Regions from separate parts of the Sus scrofa genome. Here region 2 is linked to region 1. The links are chromatin contacts, called in public Hi-C maps. All regions are on one chromosome and are shown on one strand. The core of a region is the stretch at or near the end of the contact, and the rest is flanking DNA. Distances in the headings are between cores, read along the strand shown. Region 1 has its middle 75 kb from the start of ARHGAP29. Region 2 overlaps ABCA4 (retinal-specific ATP-binding cassette transporter).

Region 1 (5,520 bases), core at 766-3,265:
ACTCTTGGCCCTGGGCCTTTGAGGAGGTTCTTTCTGTATCAGAAATACCCTGTCTGCCAAGCAAACTGCTGTCCCCCCATCTCTCATTGAGGATTTCCTCACGTACGACTCTTCCGTGAAGCCTTCTCTTTTTAAGTGAATCTGAGATGCATTCACGCATGCGCTGAACCATGCATGTGCTTTTTCCTATTGTTCGACGCCCACGCTTGCAGGAAGCTTCATGTCTACACTGATGTCAGCTCCTTCTAACACAGATGTTAGAATTGAGGGAGAGGGGGATCCTTCATCTGCTGTTAACCTTCTTACCAGTCTCTAGCATGACGTGAGTTAACAAGTAATATTTGTAGAAAATGATGGAGATGCCAATCAAGCTTCAGCTACCAGCCTTCTTATAAATGTCTCAAAAAACCCTAAGAATGTTCATTGAGGTAAGTTTTCTTAAAACTAGATCATTTTCTAGCTTTCTGAACTCAGATACATTTCGGCATTTGGTAACTTTACCCTGATAACTTCACACTTTAAATTCTTCAGCTGCTCTTGAGTTGAGAGGTAAACGCTAGCAATTCTCTGCTTCCTCCCTGCTCCATTTCCAGAAACGTGTTAGACTTACTTGGCTTTGATTTCCCCAAGTGTTCTGTCTTTCCAAGAAGCCATCCAAACACTGCATTAAGGCAGCACTAATCTCTGCAGCTTTTCCTCCCACCCAGGGGTTGTCTCTTCTTGAGTCATCGTAATTTATTGGCGGGAATTCCTAATTGCCCTTAATTTATCACTCTTCCGACACTGTTTCCATTTCTGATACATTTTTGCTGGCCTCATGAAGGCAGGACAAAAAACTAAACTGAAACAAACTAAAGTAAAACCTAGGTCAATGTTCCCCAGTTCCTGGATGTTCCCCTCGCCCAGGACCACTGCAAGGCAGTTAAACAATCTTTTATTCTTGTGGCTCTTTCTGAGGCTGCCCTTCCATCACCAGCTACTTTAGATTTTCTCCGTTCACTTTTACATCCTCTTTGTATTGTTTCAAAGCGCCTCTCCCTGGTATTTTTTTTAATCTTCTTTTTAAGTGTGCTGGTTTTATAAAGCAAGAGGCTTCTGTTCTTTTCCATGGTAACTTTTGGCTATTCTCATGCGATCCTTCCTTATTTATTAGTTTGAGCAGTTAATTCATTTCCTGGACACAGAGGATTTTCAAGAATCCTTAATTTGCCTTATTGTCCACTCTGCCCCCTCAATCAACCCTTTGTAATAGTAGCTGGTTCTTCTAATTCTATTTAGCATCCGCGTCTTCTTCCTAACCAACTCCCTGCCCTCGTCTCAAGAACTCCAGCTGCTGCGTTCATCCCTATGTGCCTTTCTCCCAGGATTTTAACATCTTGGTTGACTGGGGTCGCCCTTTCTCTTAGCTTTCTGCCAATCAACTTTTAGAAATGACGCAAAAAACAGTTTTATTTTGGGCCCATGGTCTTTTTTTTGGGGGGGGGCAATAATCATGTGTGGCAAACATACCAATTTAAAGAATAAGCAAATTCTTATTGTCATAAAACAATTGTACTTTCTCCCCACCGCCTCCCACTAGTTAAAGAATCTTCCATCCCATTAGTTTTAAACACTGATATCATCCTGATGTTAGTTGCAAACCCTTTCACATGTTTTCTTTGAAAAGGGGATCTCATGAACACACACTTTTTTCTTGGTCTTAAACCGTCTACGCTCGCTGATACTTGTGCTCTAGATGTTTCCGGTGGCTTCTGGTGGGACTACTTTGCTCACCCATCCAAGCTTCAATTGTTGCCCTTTCTCTGAGATAGTCATGAAGAGTTTCCCATCTGGAATTTGCAGTGTTCATGAAGCAATCTCAAAGAACCGCGTGAAGAGAGAGCTGCCGGCAAGTTTGACACTTCGAGGTAGAAAAGGGGTTAAGTTAGGAGCCACAGCAACCAAACAATAAGGCCCTGACAGAACCCGAAGGAAAGCCAGCATTCCTAAGGCCTCGCTGGCCTCCTCAGGCCCCCACCCCGCCAGGCCTCTTTTGTTGCTGGCTCGTTTCCTCCGATTGTAATTCATTCTGTATTCCTTCCTGCTCCTCTGTCCTGGCTAATTGTTCTTTTCCCACACGACGAGGTTTTAATTTCCTTGGGTTATCGCCTTATCACCCACGTCTACACTTCCTCCACTTCTTCGGACCTGCCGCCGCTCACCAGTGACTTTGAGGGACCCCGGCACCGCGGCCTGGCTGTTCCTTGGTTTGCCCATCGCCGAAATGGGAGCATCACCCCTCCCTGTCCCTCCAGGGCAGCTGCACTGAGATCCAGCCCTTCTGGGACAGGCTTACCCCAAACACACCGGGGACAGGCCGAGGTCCGGGACAGTTTAATGACCCTTCCAATTAGTTTCACTGGCAAAGCTGGAAGCTGCAAGCAAGCCTAAGTCATTTGTGGTTGTTATTGTTGTTGTTTGTCCTTATTTTTAGTTTTGTGAGGCAATCCAGCAATAACAGATTTTAATGATGGGGCGCAGTCCCTGACCAGATTAATTTTCTCTGGGCTCGAAAACTCTGGGTGGCCTTTTGAGCAAATGCACCCTCTCTTTTCTTTCGGGGAAAAAAGAATCCTTTCCCCCATCATGACGTGGTGGTGTTCTAGGAACTCCATCGCGCTGCACAGACCCAGTAACCAAGTTTCTTTGCAGAGGGTTAAGAGGGAAATCTTAATTTTGGAAAACTACAAGCCCTGTTTTCTAAAAGCCTCCTGCCAGGATTCCATCGGAGCAGTGGGGCGCCCAGCAGCACATGGGGGGGTCACTGATCCTGGGCATACAGATGGGGTACAGGCACTGCTGTCCGGTTTGGGTGTTTTTGCTCTTGCAGATCTGATCCTTCTTTCTCCTCGGGGTGCCCAGGGTTGGGGCTGGGGCGGGAGGGGAGTGATCAGTCCTCGGACTGACTGAGGGAGGAGGCGGAGTGTAGGCCTTTGTTTTAAGACCACGGTTCTGATTACACCTGACGACTGAAACTTGATTCCCACAGAGCAGGCTGCACCTTATCTTCTTCCCCCAGTGACGGTGAGGGCAGGAATGCAGCAGGCATTGTCACTTTGATTCCATTTGTCTACTGCTGACGATGATAACAAAAATAAAAGTTCATTTTTTAAAATCGAAATTTGCTCCAGGGGGAGTTCTCCCATCTGCCTTTTTTTTTTTTTTAAATATTGGGCAACATAGTGAGTTCTCATCTCAAGGCTGAATCTGCTGGCTGAGATTCTCCTGGTTCAAGTATAATCACATTTAATAAAAAGTCTGTCTGCCTGAGAAAAAGACCCACATAGCCTGAGCTGTGGCCACGATTCTGTGGTATTTGGACTCATGTCTGTAAAAATATTTGGACACCAGATGGTGGGTTGTTAGGTGCATTCATCCCAAACCAAAAGTTTAAAAAAAAAAAAAATGCACACACACAAAACATGGGGAGGAGGGGAAAGTCATCACTAGTTTTTTTCCCAGTCGTGTTGCATGAGTAATGGTAAAAGCAACAGCTAAAACAATAAGATTACTGTGTTGAATTCTTAGTGCGTTGTCAGGAATAAAGACTTCAAGCCGTGCTGGAAATATTTTCTCCCTCTGAATAACGCATACCTTAAGCACAACTCACTTGGACAGCTTACCGAGGGAACATATTTTCTAAAAAACAAAATCATCCTGCTGGTGGCGGAAGCTATATGGGGTGACCCATCTCCTGCCCAGGACTGGATGGAGAAGGAGCCAAATTAAACACTAAGCCAGCAGCCTCAGGCCGCAGTCATTCATCCAAAATGACTTTTTCTCTGCAGGTTGATTTTGTTTTTAACAGTCGCTTCTCCACTCTCTGCTGTAATGGGTGGAGAGGCAGAGGACGAATAAAGCAAAACAGGGTTATAGAAAACTAAACTGTGGAACATATGATCGAGTTGTGGGAGGGTTGTTATTTATGTCACTTGGTGGTCATGTCCCACGGGGCTCCGGCTGTGCTTTTGCTTTCGTGTCAGAGCAAACGTGAGCTGTTTTCTGAAGGAGACCTGGCTCGCGCCCAGGGGTGCGCCTTAGCTGGCCTCTTGACAGAGGTAGGTCGATGCAGGCACCTGGCCTGGTTAGGGATCTGCCTTTTCATAAGCATTCACCACACTCCTGGTTACACACTTGCATCTTACCAGAAATACAGAGTTTAGGAGTTCCCATTGTGGCTCTGTGGTACTGAGCCTGGCTAGTATCTGTGAGGATGCAGGTTTGATCCCTGGCCTCGCTCAAAGGGTTAAGGATCCAGTGTTGCCCATAAGCTGTGGTGTAGGCGGCAGACAAGGCTCAGCTCCCGTTGCCGTAGCTGTGGCTGTGGTGTAGGCCGGCAGCTGTAGCTCTGACTGGACCCCTAGCCTGGGAACCTCTATATGTCGCAGGTGCAGCCCTAAAAAAAGAAAAAATGAAATACAGAGATTATACATGTTAGGTCTCTGCCAAACAATTTATCCTTGACTTCCCTGACGCTTGATTCTTACTGACGTTTCATTGGAGAAAATTATACAGATGGGAGGAAGCACTCTTTTTTTTTTTCCTAGATATTTAAAATTTTCTCTTTGGATCAAATCAGATAAAGAACTTCATATTTGGGCGACATTACTCTGTTCCCTCAGTTCAAGTACGATCTTGAACTTTGCTGTTAGGCCCTAAGTGAAGGCTCCTCGAGCGACACCGTAAGAAAGAGTTATTAGACACTCCCTGTAAACGTTATTTATGACATCAGTGTCCCTTTCAAAGATGCACGGGGGAACTTCGGGGCTCCAGTCCAAGCTCCATCTTACAAAACATCTTCTCGAATCCTTGACCGGTTCGGCTTCTTCATTGCTCAGAGCCGAATCTGTGACCCTCTACAGTAACTGCTTGAATCCCTGTGGTTGGAATTTCTGTGCAGTGGCTTTATTTCTTGCTTCACTTTACTAGCTTTTTCTCTTTGCACTGATTTATCTCTTTTGCAAGGTTTATATAAGTCACCTCAAATGTATTTCAAAACGAGGCAGGGATTCAACAGATACCGTCATCATTCTTATGGCATTTCCGGAGCAAACATCCACAAGAAAACACCCTTGGAGATACATCCAAAAGTATGAATGATTATGGGAGAACATTTTTAAATGTTTTAATTGCCCCTATAATTAAGACTTGGAGATAGGACAGCTCTTTTAAATTAATTCGACTGAGGCACAGAGGAAACTGAAGGGCACGTTGATCTCAGACTCAAAGACGAGGAAGAATCAAAAACTCTCTGTCGGGTAGGATGCTCTTACTGAGAAAACCGGAACTCCCAAGAAGCGAGCAGGATCCCATCCGGCCCTTCCCGGGATGGAAAACGGTCCTGGCAGGTTCCATCTGGAGGCCTCCTTCATCTAGAGGGAAGGCTGCTCTGCTGAAAGAGTGAAGCAGGGGGAAACTTCATTCTCCACAACACAATTTAATGCTTCACACCCCCTTTTTCATATTGTTTATGTTATTAAG
Region 2 (5,520 bases), core at 1,941-4,440, 260 kb after region 1:
AGTCTCTTCCTCCACGCAGCCCTCCAGGACCCCTCCAGGTAGACTTAGCCAGATCCCTCTGCTGGGCTCTCAGACTACCCTGGGCTGGCTTTCTCCAGAACCTGAACGTTCTGCATTCTGACGGTTGGTTTACTCCCGCTCTCTTCCTCGTTAGGTCTGGAGTTTCTTTCAGGAAGAGATTTTTATCTTTCCTCCTTAAATCCCTGGAGCCAAGCAGGCTCTGGCACACTGCAGGCTCTGAGTCCCCCCGAACAGATTCATCAAGACAAAGCCAGCTGAACTCTTGTGAGTTACACTCTAAGAAGGAAACAGGACGCAGTCACCCTGGAGCACCGGCACCGCAGGAGGTTGAGGGAAATGCCAGCCGGGGGACGCAGGGTAACCCTGGAACAAACCATGCCAGGCGGCAACCCAATATTCACATCAAATGAAATTCAGAGTTGTGCTCTCTTGTTGATAATGATTTTTTTTTCTCTTCCATGAGGAGAAAAAAGACATGTTAAGAAATTCCTCCTCCTTCCTCGTTACCCGTGATAAATTTGTCGTAGGCAATGATTTCTCTGGCGAGATCCTGTTGGCTGTCTGCTGTTTTCCGCCTTCATCCTGGTCCTTCCCTCAGCTGGCCATCCGTGTGTGTGTGTGTGTGTGTGTGAGAAGAGGCAGGAAGGTTCACCGCTGGGGCCGTTTCTCTCTCTTTAAAACTCTTTTATTGGCAGGCTTTGTGATCTTCAAAGCAGCCTGGATCCGAGGTGACCCCTCTCCCTTGAGTCCCCATGCTGGGGAGCGAGAGCTGCGGGTATTTTTGTCGTTTTGACGACGTGCATGTTTGCACAGCCTCGGACAGCCTGATAGCGTGGGCCTCGCCAGATCTGCAGGGATGAGAGCGAGTCAGCGTTTCCAAGCCCCCTTTCACCCCAAATCTAGACACACCGAATACTTGCCACCAGACTCTGGAGTAAAGCACACATCACGTTTATAGGGCCTCCTTGCCTTTGACCCATCCTCGGGAGCACAGCCCCGATTCTCTACCTTGCTTTGCAGTGGGTGCTCCTCAGCCTCTCTCAGTGTTTGTGATTTTCCGCAGTGCCTGATCCTGGATAAGTTTGAAAGCTACGATGATGAATTTCAGCTCACCCAACGAGCTCTGTCTCTGCTGGAGGAAAACAGGTTCTGGGCTGGCGTGGTATTCCCTGACCTGTATCCTTGGACCAGCTCCCTGCCACCCCACGTGAGGTACAAGATCCGAATGGACATAGATGTGGTGGAGAAAACCAACAAGATCAAAGACAGGTGATGTCTCAGGAGGTCGCAGAAGGCCCCGGGCATCCCCGACAATGTGTGGGGAGGAAAGGGGCTCCTGTGGGCTCGAGCCACCCACCCCTCCTGGGGCAGAAGGGTTACTCGGAAAGGCCTGGAAGCGCTTTGGTATCAGAGAACTAAGACAGCCAGTTGGGGCTGCTCTTCTGTGGGACCAGGAGGGCTCAGCCTCACTGTCTTGATCCCCTCAACTCAGCACGTGTCCCCGGATGGCCTTTGTGCAATTTGGTGATGAACATGGAACTTCTGCAAATGGTGTTTCCCCACAGTCACTGGAAACTACTTTTGGGACAGAGTGGGGGATTGAGATAGGACTCCGCCTATAAATCAGTAAAATTAGCTTAGATAAGAGAAAATAATATATGTGTAAAGCTCAGGGTAGAGTCCTTGAATGAAAGCAATTACAAGCCACGCTGTGGCTAACCCTGGCAACAGATGTAGACCATGAACTAGGAAATAGGATTGGATCATGCGGAGAAGGAGGGGGGCGTTGAGGACTGAAGTTGGGGGTGGGGGGGCGTCGAGGAGGAGTCCTGAGCTTGAGGAGAGCTGTCCATGTCTGTCAGCATCCTCACGTCTCCTGGTCTCTCCTAGGTACTGGGATTCTGGCCCCAGAGCCGACCCCGTGGAAGACTTCCGTTACATCTGGGGAGGGTTTGCCTACCTGCAGGACATGGTTGAACAGGGGATCACAAGGAGCCAGGCCCAGGCCGAGGTGCCCGTCGGCATCTATCTCCAGCAAATGCCTTACCCCTGCTTCGTGGATGACGCGTGAGTCCGAGGTCCCAACCCCTCCAGAACGAGCTAACCAGGCTGCTGGGGCAGGGCGGGTGGCCTTGCTCCCCAGGCCTCCGTCTCTTTGGGGGAAAACCCAGGTCCTGGGGCCAAGCCGAGGAGAACGGAGCTCTGCTGGACGAGCCTGCCTCTCCCTGGCTCCAAGCAGGGCCACATGGGAGAGAGGAGTTGGTGGGGTGGGTGGAAAAGGGAAGGTGAAAATGAAGGCCGGGGAAGTGAGGTCGGGGGAGGGAACAAAGGCTTTGAAAATTTCCACTACGTAGCAGGTTTGGTATGTGGAAGGGTTCAGGTCAGAGTGTTTGCCCAGGGATTTGCCAAATCGGCAATTAGGACTCTGCATCACAAGTAGGTCCGGCTCCTAGGAGGCTTGGAATAATGCTGCGCCTTCCCTAACTGGCATTCCCACGGTGTCTGCTTCCTGAGAAGGTGGAGACATGTGCTGCATGAGCTGGGCGGTCCCCCCCCCAGCCCCCCCCACCCCGCCCACTCCCACCCTAGGCCTGTGCCTTTGCTGGCCAGTAGCAGGCCAAGCAAGTAGCCTGCTGCTTTCTGAACGTGCATTTGAGGGGTGGTAGAAGGAGACGGAGCGGGAGAGGGGCTGGGAGGGCTCACGTCCATGGCAGATGGGCACTCTGCATCCCAGCTAGCAGCAAGAGGTTTGCGACGGCCTTAAGGATTCAACTTCTAGGAACAAACTGGGACGCTCACCATAGTGTGTGTGTGTGTGTGTGTGTGTGTGTGTGTGTGTGTGTGTGGCGGGGGGTCACTCAGGGAGGAGAGAGCACAGCCCAGGGAAAGGACGGATCGAATTGCCGGCTGGTCAGGCGGTAAAATAAAGCCCAGTGTGGGTGTAACCTCCCAAATTCCTTCCTCTGCTCTACAGCAGGCCAAGGAGCTAATGGGAGCTGTTCTGCTGTCAGTTTGGGTTTGGACAGTAGGCAGAGATGGGAAGTGGAGGCAGTGGCAAAAGCCCTTTTCCACTTTTAAGATCAGAATAGGAGTGACTGGCGGGGAAGTGGGGTTGACCATAAGGCCGCAGCAGGGATTCTGGGCGTTCAGTGTGGGAGAGCCCCCTGGTGGCAGGTCCCCAAAGGGCAGGTTGGATAATTGATGGTTCTCCCCCTGGGGCCATCTTGAGTGAAACCCTCCCACGCTGAAATTGGGCTCTTCCTGTGACACGCAACAGTTTTCAATAGGTAATAATCTAAAGGGCTTTATTAGCACATCAAGCACCTGGAAAACATGCGCAAAGTTCACAGTGCAGTAATTCCAGAATATCCAATGCACCCTGCTTGCTGGAATGAAGACCCCTGGGTGTACTCCACTGGGGTGCGACTGGTGGAGTCAGTGACTCTGGATCACCATCGATTTATTGATGAGTCAGTCGCCTCCTGGAAGTGCCACTCTGACTAGTTATCTTGTGCCTCTTCCTGTGTAACGGGTTCAATCCTCCAAGGTAGACAGTGCTTCACCGGGGAGCCCGGTTTCTGACCTCACCACCACCATTCCCTTAGTCCGTGGGCTTGGGCCTCAGTGTCAATCTGATGTATCTGCCTGTTGCTGTCACCTCCCCCAGCACAGTCTGCCGTCCTTTCTGGGAGATACTCCCAGAAGGTCTGTGCCAAGTCACAGACACGGTGTAATTTTATTTACGCATTACACTCAGAGGCCACTCATCTGAACTAACCAAAACGCTAGCTGAGATCTGGGAAGAATGTCTGTCCTGCGTAACATGCAGAGTACAGTTTTATCCACACATTTCCGCATAGAGCTTTCGCCTGGGCCAACCAAAAGGCTACCATCTTACTCTAAAGAAAAAGTAATCCCTTGCAGCCTAGTGCGATGTTTTTAAAGACTCAAGTCCACTGAATACTCCCTGGGGATTTTTTTGCTGTCCCCTCCCCCTGGGCTTTGTCCTTGATACGTTCATTCAACAAACACTTGCGGCACCTCCACCAGGTGCAAGGCCATCTGCTGTTCTGCTTCTCTCCTTTCGCTTTAGTTTTATGATCATCCTGAACCGCTGCTTCCCTGTCTTCATGGTGCTGGCCTGGATCTACTCCGTCTCCATGACCGTAAAGAGCATCGTCTTGGAGAAGGAGTTGCGACTGAAGGAGACCTTGAAAAACCAGGGTGTCTCCAATGCCGTGATTTGGTGCACCTGGTTCCTGGACAGCTTTTCTATCATGTCGATGAGCATCTGCCTCCTGACACTCTTCATCATGGTAAGCTGGAAGGAGAAGGCCCAGAAAATCGTGAACAGTTTTGTTGCTCCCACTTTTCCTCTTGTTAATGAAATCTTGCCTAGATTGGTTATCTGGCACCAAAGAGAGAATGACGTGTAATTGCCTGGCCATTTCGGCCAAGGCGGAAGACACTGGGAGAGACAGAGGCTTCCCCAAGGAGCCACTGGATCATAACATCTTCCCCGCTCCCACTTCCTACCTTTGGAGGCACAATCTGCATAGATGGCCCAACCCCATCAGATGAGCCCTCCGGAGAAGCGGGTGTCAGCAGAGCCCAGCAGAGGGCGATTATACGTGCAAAGGGTTCTCTCTCTTCAAACAGAGGAGAAATGAATCCCAAGTGTGTTTTCTTGGGATTACTGTCCCAACCACCAGCTGGGGTGGGAACGTCGAGAGCCTTTTCAGTGCATTAGGAGAGGAGATCCAGTCTGTTCTTTCATCACCAACATGGTCACACCATCCATGACTTGACCAGAGAACATTCTGCTGCCTACAACCTAAGACGTCACCGTTTGAAAGCGTGGAATTCGGAGTCCATCCTTTCTCAGTTACAGTTGTATAGGCACAGATAGCATCCTCTGCAAACTTGCAGCCCTCTTACAAGCTAGATTTGGAAACAAAACATTACTCCATAATACTCTGCTCTGCTTCATATTGAACTCTTCCACAGTAGGTGGTCTTTTGTGCTTGTTAAATGATGGGACATAAACACAGGTAGTTTTGGGATTTGGTATAAGCCTTAGACTTCAGGGTTTGCAAGCTTCTGAGACAGTGTCATCAAGCTTGTTCTGCCTCTGTACCATCATCATGTTCAGAGCTCCTTGCACTAACCGCTCTGTGTGTTGACACAGATTCAGGTTAAGTGTGTCCCGCCTTATGCTGCACCATACCTGGTGCCTACCTGACCCAAGAATGTTCCGCTACATACCCTGTTCAACCAGCCCATAGCCAGTTAAGCCAAATCCTGCCCCTTCTTTTTGCAGTAAAATGTATGACATCTGGAGGATTTGGGTGTAAGTGTTTCGCTGAGATTCTGTGAGCTGTGGCCTTAGCCAGACCCTGTCCTAGAGGCCTACCCAAACCAGCTGATGTGGAGGTCTGTCTGCCCAGTCTAACTGGACCCAGAAGTGGCTTCAAACACACACTGTTGTCCCAGGTTAAC

Evidence for each region. Hi-C and Micro-C count contacts between places; a contact is called where the count stands out from the background.
Region 2: a Hi-C map of retroperitoneal adipose tissue shows a contact between it and region 1, with 1.8 times the contacts expected there. The contact joins two enhancer-like sites. A contact is called at or near these places in 1 of 5 promoter capture datasets (liver), 22 of 47 Hi-C or Micro-C datasets (adipose tissue, alveolar macrophages, blood and 11 more) and 1 of 2 datasets of contacts at active chromatin or transcription factors (skeletal muscle).

Annotation. Positions count from the first base shown.
Region 1 is chr4:123,004,251-123,009,770 of Sscrofa11.1, forward strand. No RefSeq gene overlaps it. Among named protein-coding and RNA genes, the nearest start is that of ARHGAP29, 75 kb to the right of the region's middle. Within about 2 kb of position 2,016, at least 38 of the 83 cell types and tissues checked have an H3K27ac peak or open chromatin away from gene starts, as enhancers often do. A contact at or near this core is called in retroperitoneal adipose tissue, where this site is marked.
Region 2 is chr4:123,258,766-123,264,285 of Sscrofa11.1, forward strand. It overlaps ABCA4 (retinal-specific ATP-binding cassette transporter), which reads left to right. Exons shown (of 51, transcript XM_021090184.1): 12 at 1,085-1,290; 13 at 1,912-2,088; 14 at 4,115-4,337. Among named protein-coding and RNA genes, the nearest start is that of ABCA4, 59 kb to the left of the region's middle. Within about 2 kb of position 3,191, at least 8 of the 83 cell types and tissues checked have an H3K27ac peak or open chromatin away from gene starts, as enhancers often do. A contact at or near this core is called in retroperitoneal adipose tissue, where this site is marked.